Regions from separate parts of the Mus musculus genome. Here region 2 is linked to region 1. The links are chromatin contacts, called in public HiChIP or PLAC-seq maps. All regions are on one chromosome and are shown on one strand. The core of a region is the stretch at or near the end of the contact, and the rest is flanking DNA. Distances in the headings are between cores, read along the strand shown. Region 1 overlaps Cald1 (caldesmon 1). Region 2 holds the start of Akr1b10 (aldo-keto reductase family 1, member B10 (aldose reductase)).

The links. HiChIP or PLAC-seq counts read pairs in DNA pulled down with a chosen protein or histone mark.
Region 2: a contact with region 1 is called in an H3K27ac HiChIP or PLAC-seq map of extraembryonic endoderm stem cells, with 5 times the contacts expected there. The contact joins the promoter of Akr1b10 here to the enhancer-like site in region 1. A contact is called at or near these places in 6 of 39 promoter capture datasets (cranial neural crest, embryonic stem cells, hematopoietic stem and progenitor cells and 1 more), 9 of 484 Hi-C or Micro-C datasets (bone marrow-derived macrophages, embryonic stem cells, frontal cortex and 3 more), 8 of 115 datasets of contacts at active chromatin or transcription factors (astrocytes, bone marrow-derived macrophages, embryonic hindbrain and 4 more) and 5 of 9 other capture datasets (adipose tissue, embryonic stem cells, liver and 2 more).

What each region holds. Positions count from the first base shown.
Region 1 is chr6:34,757,430-34,762,510 of GRCm38.p6, reverse strand. Cald1 (caldesmon 1) reads right to left here. Exons shown (of 14, transcript NM_001347100.1): 8 at 4,387-4,527; 9 at 358-401; 10 at 182-260. Among named protein-coding and RNA genes, the nearest start is that of Agbl3, 20 kb to the left of the region's middle. Within about 2 kb of position 2,035, at least 4 of the 459 cell types and tissues checked have an H3K27ac peak or open chromatin away from gene starts, as enhancers often do. A contact at or near this core is called in extraembryonic endoderm stem cells, where this site is marked.
Region 2 is chr6:34,381,362-34,386,442 of GRCm38.p6, reverse strand. Akr1b10 (aldo-keto reductase family 1, member B10 (aldose reductase)) reads right to left here and starts at 2,196. Exons shown (of 10, transcript NM_172398.3): 1 at 2,036-2,196. The coding sequence starts at 2,101.

The DNA of each region.
Region 1 (5,081 bases), core at 786-3,285:
GTCTCAGATGCATATTTCTTATTGTGCATCTCCATAGCTATCTCATAGTTATAGAGATCATTATTAATATTCTAATCTGAGGGTGGCAGATTCATTCATCACTCCAGGTGTTCCTGTGATCGTGTATGGAGCCGCAGCCTGTTTCTGTTTCGCAGGATTGAGACCAGGGGGCAGGGCTCACCTCGATTGCATTGGTGTACTGCTCCAGCCGGCTGTCAATCTTGGAGACTACTGCTGCTTGGTGAGTAGATCTGACACCACTGCCAAAGGAGCACAGACATGAAAACGTGAGACGGGAGGATCTCTCCGTAAGTGAGACAGCTGATGAGCCTCAAATGAACAGTCAACTCTATTTACCTTTTCTGCACAGATTTATTCAAAAACTCTGCTCGTTCCTCTATCTAGAAACAGAAGAAGAGAAGAAGCCTTGTGAATATGCAGAGGAAACGTTGTGTAGCAAAGTCCTAACTCGGGGAAGCTCTGCAGACACTGAAAGCCTGAGGTGCGAATCAATGGAGACCATACCAATGAGTCTTTGAAATACCTCTGAGCACTCGTGGAAGGCAAGGCACACCCAGAAAGACACGCATTTCACCTTTGGACCTGCTTCGTGGCCCATAGCTTACTCACGGTGGCCTTCTACCACACTGCTACCATTCTTGAACTTGGTTAATAAAAACTATCTCAGAACAAATGAGAGCACAACCACGCTGGGAGTAGCAGCCCGGAGGGGGCAGGGAGGAAATGATGAATAATGTATCTGAGGCGGGGGAAGCTAGTATTGGAAGAGGGTGCAGAATGCAGAGAGAGAGAGAGAGAGAGCCGGGCATGGTGGCGCACGCTTTTAATCCCAGCACTGGAAGGCGGAAGCAGGTGAATTTCTAAGTTCGAGGCCAGCCTTGTCTACAAAGTGAGTTCCAGGACAGCCAGGGCTACACAGAGAAACCCTGTCTCAAAAAAAAAAAAAAAAAGCAGAGAGAGAGGGAGAGGGAGAGAGAAGAAGGAGACAGGAGAGGTGTGTGTGTGTGGGGGGGTATTGGGAGCAAAAAACAGCCAGTTTTATGGCCTTCCATAATACAGACCAATGACAAATTAATTATTTATGTATTTAGATCTGTATCTCTCTGTGATGGCATTTGGAAGTGGGTCGTTTTGGAAGGTCATTTTGTCAGGAAGGTGGAATCCTCACGGATGGCATTAGAACACTGATGGAAAAGACAAGAGGACTCTCCTATTTTCTTGTTCTCTTGCACATGAAGGGGCAGCAGGAACAGAGCCCTGTGTAGAACTCAGCAGTATTGACACCCAGATGACCTCACACTCCCCAATCTCCACAGCTGTGGAAAACAAATGCTTACTTGGTTTAGCTTATTGGTTGTTTTTTGTTTGTTTGTTTGTTTGTTTGGTTTTTGAGACAAGGCCTTACTATGGAGTGTAGGCTGTCCTTGAATTCCTGGTTCTCCTACCTCATTGTCCTAAATGCTGGACTGACAGGCATGAGCCACCATATCTGGCAAATGATAACTACTCAGTCTACACCAATCTGTTGTGCTTATCCAATCTGACCAAGAGAAGGGAACATTCCCATCTTATCAGCCTAGGGCAGGTCACCACAGTAGATCTCTGGACAGGGTAGGATATGGAGCCTTTCTTCATGCGTGCTCCTTGGCAGACTAAGAGAACAAAGGGTCCTTAGATTTGGAAAACACTTAAATACCAGTGGTAGGTACCATATTAAACGTCATCACGAACATGATGCCACATCTCTAAGACAAAATAGGAGTTTTGATATTTGAACTGAGTTGTATAGTTTACCATTTCAAAAAAATTTTGATATTTGAGCTGAGTTTCATAGTTTGCAGTTTCCCACATGAACTTTTGAAACCGAGGGAGGCATGCATGAGCTGGAGGGGAAGCTAGGTGTCTTGTTTATTTATTTTTACAAGTCAAATACTTTGCAGAGGGTGGTGGGAAGTGCAGCGTAGTACAGAGCAGAGCTGAGCCCTGTGTGTGTGTGGCTCTGCCAGCATCTTAAATGAGGGTTGTTCAGCTCCCCTAGGCTGTCCCGTGAACCAAGCCAAAGAGTGGGCACACCCCTGCTCCTCCTTTTGTATCTGAAATAGTTAATCCAGCTTGACGTCATTCTCTTAATTTCCATAGGATGCACCCTCTGTTTACTGACTCTTGCTGGAAAGCGCCTTAACCAGCTGCCCTAGTGTGGAGTTTATAAATTAAAGACTCTGCACAATATTTAAGGAATTTAAGGAGGTAAGTTGGTGCTCCTGATAACCAGCAGGTGGCAGTACCGTCTTAGTAGAACTTAGGGAAGACACTACCGCTAGCTTTAGATAATAGGTTGTATATTTTCCTTACCTCACATTCTACTTCTCCATCAATAAACTCAAACACCAACACCAAAAGCCTTTGGATTTAATCTACTTATAATTTGTTCTTTGTGTTGTCATTCATTGCTACCATAACCAGGCAATGAGAACTCACTTGTAGAGTTTCCAAGACAGTGGAAATCATAAGGAATAAACAAATATACCATTTAGCACTATTTTAAGGTCAACATCCAAATTTTTCCCTTCCCATTGGCAGTGCATAGTACCGCCTGGTTGTTAGAATTGTTATAACCAACACTGCTGTCTGGAGAGCATCGCTAGGTATTGGAATTCCATTATAGGATAAGCTAGGTTTAGGAAGATTCCAGAAAGTTCTCTAAGGAACTTCCATCGGGACCAAAGGCAGATAGTATACACCTAAATGCCCATCTCTATTATGTAAAAATTAAAATTTGTCTGGTCCTTTCTGTACATTTACTTTAAATGATTGTTAACATGTGCGGCTCCATGAGAGAGAAGACGGGGTTCCTAGCGAGGCCAGGGGGATCCAAATGAGAAGTGAGGACCCTCAGGAGCTTGGTAGAGAGGAGATGGTTAAAGGGTGGGGGAGGAGGGGAGGAGCCCCAGTTTGTCCAGAAATCAGAACAGATAGGATCTAGAAGTCCCAGTGACCGCTCTCATGTTATCAGGACTGTTCAAGGAAGACTCAACTTGGGAGAGATTTTAAAGCAGGAAGAGAGAACATTATTTTCTTTGATTATTTGTTGATCCAGGAACAAAAGAGCAGGACCAGGGACAGGCTGCCCTGGTGGCTGCTCGGAGATAAGCAGCGAGGAGGGAGGACACTTCTCCCTGGCTGGATGACTGCTTTCCTGGCTGTTCCTTTTGTCTTGCTGATCATTCCAGTGACCCTCAAGCCAAGCGTTTGCCATAAAGCTCTCAAACAACCAAAGGAAAACACTTATTGTCTTGTTTTGTTTTTTAGATAGAGTTTTACTCTGCAGCTCAAGTTGACTTGGAACTCGCAAGGTCCAGGCTGGCCTTGAACTGGTGAGCCTCTTGCTCTAGTATCCCAAGTGCTGGGATCAAAAGAGTGAGTTACCACACCCAGCCTGAAGCACTATTTTTTCTCCAGACTTATTTTTTAAATTTTTATATGTATGGGTGTTTTGCCTATCTGTATGTATGTCAGCATGCAGTGCCCATGGAGGCCAGAAAAGCTATTAGATCCTCTAGAGCTGTCAATTCCAGTGTCGGTGTTCAGAAATGAAGCTGGCCTATTGCAGGCCTTGTTGTGCTGGCCCCGAGGGCTTCCTGGTTTGAGTGACTGAGTGGACTGCCTTTCCCCAACATCTCAACCACTCCACAGTCTCCCTGACTTCAGTTCTTTTTGGTCCTCTTTTCTCTCAGAAAGAACTTCTGCCCTGAAAGTTAGGAGCTCTGATCCATGAAGGCAGTAGTAAGATCGAACTCTACTGGGAAAGATCCCTATCCAAGTTGCATCTCATCTCCTACAGAAATAGCTTTGCAGTTTGGATCTGGACCAATGTCAGTTGCTCTGCTTTTAGTAATCACAACATTAACATAAAAAGCAGCTGAAAGAGTCAGGGGTCAAATGTTTGTCGCTCTCCATATGGTACTATCCAATTCCCAATGTGCTATATAAAAGATAGGGCCTTTGGGTGAATTCCTTATAAATGGGACTAGTGCCCTTCTTAATGAGCCAGATGGAGCTTGTGTGTTCCTTCTTTTCTGTTTCATCATAGGAGAACAGAGCAAGAAAATGCCATTGTCAGATATTGAATTTGCTAATGCCTTCTTTGACCTTGGACTTTTCTGCCCCCAGAACTGTGAGCAATAAGTTGTTCATGTTACCCGGTCCAAGATGTCTCGGTAAAGTAGACTGGACAGATTAACACAGGACAGCAAAGAGCTACAAGAAGCCAGGGAAGTCTTAGATGATCAAAACCTAAAGGGACTCTAGTGAGATTCCTATGATGCTGGAAGGGAGCTTTTATAGGAAGTATTTCTGGGAAGATACCTTGAGAGACGAGCCTTTAGGAGTGAAGCACTTGAACGGCTTCTTGTCCTCTGACAGGCCATCCTCTGGCATCTTCTGGCGCTTCTCAGCAGCTTCTGCCCTTCTCCTTTCGATCTCTTCCTTTAACCTCCTCTTCTCTTCCTGAGACAGACAGAGTCAATAGCATCATAACGTGCTTCAGCGCTGTGAGCCCAAGAGCATCATCAATCAGAGGGCAACAGATTTAACCCTAGTACGTATGTTGTCCCATCTTCTGGGATGCTCAGGAGAGGGTGCCCCTGAGCACAGGAGTCCAGCTGCCTGGATTTGCATTCTGGAGGGGCATTTTCCATCAGTGTGACCTTGGTCTTACCTGCTACCTGCCTCAGTTTCCCCACTTATCAAACAGAACCGCAGAAATCATCTAGTTTTATGAATGACTAGTTTAGAAAAATGTGTGTGAAACGTTTAGACTGCCACCCTGCTTGACAAGTCTCCCTTGAAGGTGATGTGTTATCATCACATCTTGTAAGTCATTTAACAGCAACCTTCCACTTCTGAAAAGGGCAAAGGAATACAAAGGCCCCCTCCACCTGCTTCCAGGGAAGAGTTGTCAAGGTGGAATCCTTTGTGCAAAAAAGGGCAATAAATCTATGGTACCAAGTCTAGCAAACTACATGAGGTTGACACATTGAGATGATTTTGTGGTAGCCCCT
Region 2 (5,081 bases), core at 947-3,446, 380 kb after region 1:
TACTAGTGGGATTGCAAGCTGGTACAACCACTCTGGAAATCAGTCTGGTGGTTCCTCAGAAAATTGGACATAGTATTACCTGAGGACCCAGCTATACCACTTTGGGGCATATAGCCAGAAGATGTTCCAACATATAACAAGGACACATGCTCCACTATGTTCATAGCAGCCTTATTTATAATAGCCAGAAGCTGGAAAGAACCCAGATGTCATTCAACAGAGAATGTATACAAAAATGTGGTACATTTACACAATGGAGTACTACTCAGCTATAACAATGACTACATGAAATTCTTAAGCAAATGGATACAACTAGAAAATATCATCCTGAATGAGGTAACCTGATCACAAAAGAACACACATGGTATGCACTCACTGATAAGTGGATATTAACCCAAAAGCTTGGAATACCCAAGATACAATTCACAGACCACATGAAGCTCAAGAAGAAGGAAGACCAAAGTATGGATGCTTCAGTACTTCCTAGAAAGGGGAACAAAATACTCACAGGAGGAAATATGGAGGCAAAATGTGGAGCAGAGACTGAAGGAAAGGCCATCCAGAGACTACCCCACCTAGGAATCCATCCCACATACAGACACCAAATCCAGACACTATTGTGGATGCCAATGTGGATCCTAACAGGAGCCTTATATAGCTGTTTCCTGGGAGGCTCTGCCAGAGCTTGACAAATACAGAGGTGGATGCTTGCAGCCAACCATTGGACTGAGCACAGGGTCCCCAGTGGAGGAGTTCGAGAAAGGAGTGAAGGAGCTGAAGGAGTTTGCAACCCCATAGGAAGAACAACAATATCAACCAACCAGACACCCTAGACCTCCCAGGGACTAAACCACCAACCAAAGAGTACACATGGAGAGACTCATGGCTCCAGCCGCATATGTAGCAGAGGATGGCCTTGTCGGGCATCAATGGAAAGAGAAGCCCTTGGTCCTGTGAAAGCTTGATGCCCCAGTGTAGGGGAATTCGAGGGTGGGGAGGTGGGAGTAGGTGGGTAGGTGAGGGAAGAAGCAGGGGGAGGGGGGATGGGATAGGGGGATTCTGGAGGGGGGACCAGGAAAGGGGATAACATTTGAAATTTAAATAAAAAATAAATCTAATTTTTAAAAGATCATAAAACAGCAACAGCTGCGCCATCACTGGGACAAGGAATTGCTTCCAGCCACTCAGAGGCACTGAGGTCCAGGCTGAAAGCCCCGCCCCCCTGCACGCGCACTGCTGGCAGCACGGGCTACTCATCCTGAGCCCAACTCCTTTACAGTCTGCGTCTGCTGTTGAAATTCTGAAAGTTCATCTCTGTGAAGTTTTCCATGTGAGTTGATTCCCTGGAGATCTGCAAGTGATTAGTTATTGTTTTGATGGATGTGTAATTTCTGGCTTGGTCCAAAACCGTTTCACTAAGCATTGAGATGAGCCTCGGAGAAACTTGCCAGGTGAGTTGAACACAGCCAGGGTGGGACCTGAGCTGACTCTCGCTCAGTCTCTCTGCCACCCTGATCCTGCTCGGGCTTTAACATGTGGGAACTAGTGGGGTCTTTGGAAAGTGAACGTGCCTGGGCTGGGGTCTGAGACTGGGCTTTCACAGGCTCCCAGACTACTCTGAAGTAGGTAATGGGGTCCTTCAGCATGGGTAGCAAGGGCAGCTGGGTCATTTGGAGCTCAGCGTTCTCGTTCTAAATAATTCAACCAGAAATAAATACACAGCCAAAACTTGTAAACTGTGAAGTAATTCTGAGGAAAAGCTTGCGACGAGAATAACTGCCTGGAGATGATGGTTTGCTGTACTTTGTAAAAATCCAGGAACAGCTGGGATCCCGACACTTGTTAGGGAAGTTAGACGCCAGCTCTGAGGCCTGAAGCAGCACAAAAACTGAAAGCAACTTGGGTCAAGGCTGTAGAGTTCCAGCCTTACCCGACCCCAACCCCCACCCGGCAGGCAAATGCTATGCAAAGAGGAAGACGTGCCAAGACCTGTCCCCACTTGAAAAAAGCAGCTGCCCAAAAACTGCGCACTCACCTTCCAGGTGCCCAGGCCCACAATGGGCATCTTGGCTCCGGTAAGGAGCGTCACGAAGGCGGCCATGGTTGCTGCAGAAACGGTTCAAAGGGAACAGACGGGAGCCTTTGCCTAAATTAGGAGTCTGGCAACTGGTTCCGTGTCCTTGAGGAGACAGGCTCTTCTTCCTACTGGCTAGCAGCCACAGCCTGGGGGCGGGCACTGGCACAGGAAGTGCATTTCGGTTTTTCGTAGGGTTGACCAGCAGTAAACACTGCAGAATACTAAGTTTCCCTGCTGCAGAGTGCAAGGCTCCCGCAGCAGTGCCCGCACAGGTGTGTGGACAAAAATAACAGGCAGTGAAAGATGAATGCATAAGTTTATTTAAGGAAGGTCATTGCTTCGAGAGTGCACATACTCTAGGGGTCCAACAAGTTTTCAGCTAGGGAAAAAAAATTCAAGGCAAACAAGGAGGCATATAGCAATCATTCTGATATCGATTAGTACTGATAACCCACTACTGTCAGACTAGCCACATCAATTATTTCTGAAACCACTATTTCACTAGCTACAATATTGATAACAAGAGATATCGGTGGGAAATCAATTGACGGATGTCCTTGCAGAATTTTTTTTCAATTTTTATTATTTATTTACATTCCCGTCCCCCCTTTTGTCCCCCCTCCCAAAATTTTTCATCCCATTCCTCCTCCCCCTTGCCTCCGAGAGGGTGCCCCCGCAGACCTCCCCCTCCCCTGGGGCTTCAAGCCTCTCAAGGATTAGGCACATCTTCTCCAACTGAGGCCAGACCAAGCAGACCTCTGCTGTATTTTTGCCAGGGGCCTCCGACCAACCCGTGTATGCTCCTAGTTGGTGGCTCAGTCTCTGGGAGCTCCCTGGAATCCGGATAAACTGAGACTGCTGGTCTTCCTATGGGGTCACTCTTCCCTTCAGCTTCTTCAGTCCTTCCCCTAACTCAACCATAGGGGTCCCAGACCTCAGTCCAACGGTTGGGTGTATCCGCCTCTGTCTCTGTCAGCTGCTGGTAGGGCCTCTCAGAGGACAGTCATACAGGCTCCTGTCTGTAAGGACAACACAGCATCAGCAATAGTATCAGACCTTAGCGCCCTCCCATGAGATGGATCCCAAGTTGGGCCAGTCACTCTTTTTAATGTATGAATTTGAAAAGCAGTAATGTGAGGCTGGACCAAAGAAGAAAGAATCATAATCTCAACTTCCTTAACACAAAAGTAAACACAGAGTAACATTATGTGCGGTTATAGTAGCCTCTGTGTCAGGCGTGGCTGTGTGAGTGTGTAATTTCATCTGTGTTCACACAATTGCTGTAAGATCATGGGAGTAAATTGGTCTAGAAGTAGAGATTACCTATTAGTCATTTCGACATGATCTTTTACTACTAAAATTCTCCTTCTCCTCCTCCCTCCTCACCCCTCCCCCTTGCTCCCCACCCTCCTGTTCTTCCCTCATTCCTACTTCCCCCTCCCCTCCTCCTCCTCCTCCTCCTCCCCCCTCACCTGCTTCCCTCCTCCCCTCCCTTCTTTTCTTTCTTTTTGTTTTCAAAGATTTATTTATTTATTTTATGTATGTGAGTACACTGTACCTGTACAGATGGTTGTGAGCCTTCATGTAGTTGTTTGGAATTTAATTTTTGGGACCTCTACTTGCTCTGGTCAATTCTGCTCTCTCTGGTCAGCCCTGCTCGCTCTGGCCCAAAGATTTATTTATTATTATACATAAGTACACTGTAGCTGTCTTCAGAAATACCAGAAGAGGGTGTCAGATCTCATTACAGGTGGTTGCTGGGATTTGAACTCAGGACCTTTGGGAGAGCAGTCAGTGCTCTTACCCACTGAGCCATCTTTCCAGCCTCTTTTCTTTCAATAATAAAAAAGTTTCTTCATTCTTCTTTGCTTTTCTTTCAGATTTAATGACTTGACCATGCTGCCACTTGCTCCTCTCCACTCCCTCTCAACCCTGCCCCTGGATTCCTTCCAGACTTCATTAGGACATTCTATTAAGTCAGGTTTGGCTTCAGAAAGCAAGTTACTTCAACATAATACTGGATGACAAGTAGGTCCCAATGACAGGGGCTACTTTATGCTTCTCTGCCTCTCTGGCCTTTTCTCTGGCTTCTCACCTCTCAGCTTTCCCAGAGCATCTAGTGAGTAGGGGCTCAGATCATAAGCAAAGCCCTATCTCTTGTTTTCCGTGTCTGTCACGTGCCACTTGCTGCACTCAATGCTAGAATGCAGTCCCTGTCTTCCAGAAGTTTGTGTGGGAGCCAGATTGGGGTGCAGGAGTAAGTTCCAGGAACAGAGGATTGAGAAGGTATGTGTAGAACTTCTGATGTATGTGTGTGTGAGAGAGAGAGTCTACAGAATACATTGCATATATATATATTACAAAGTGTTGGAGTCCAAGATTCGCCTCATAAACCACATGAACACCGATCTCAGTCAGACAGGGATGGTTTATTGGACACATATCCTAAGAATGATCAATTGGGGCTGTAGTTCAGAGTTTGGAGGCTGAGTTACAACTCTGAACATCTTTCTCTGTCAGGTTATAAAGGCTAAAACCACAATGAGCTCATACACAGGTGCAGGAAGTGTTGCCTAGCGGTTGGCTCTGATTCAAGCCATTTTAGACATAACACTTCATATTGACCTTTAATTTGATGGGTCCTATGTAAAGCTTTGTGGAATTTCTTAAGACTAACAAAGCTCAGAACATATAGAACATAACAGGATATGTGATCAGCATGACCTTGCTCTGAGTCAAGTTATTTTTCTGTACCAAAGACTGGCAGGCAAATTACAGCAACAATATGAAATAGCTGACAGGCATGGAACAAAATGGCTGCAGCTATGCTGGGCTTGAGGGCAGGCCTCAACACAAAGGCTCTGGAGAGAGATGAAGAGAAGAGCTGTGTATTTTAAGACAGGAGACTCACACAAGAGTCATCCAGGCCAGAACTGGTTGGCCAGACCAAGTGGCCTGAAAGGCACCCTCATGGATGGCACTTCAGAGATTTACCTTTGTCTAA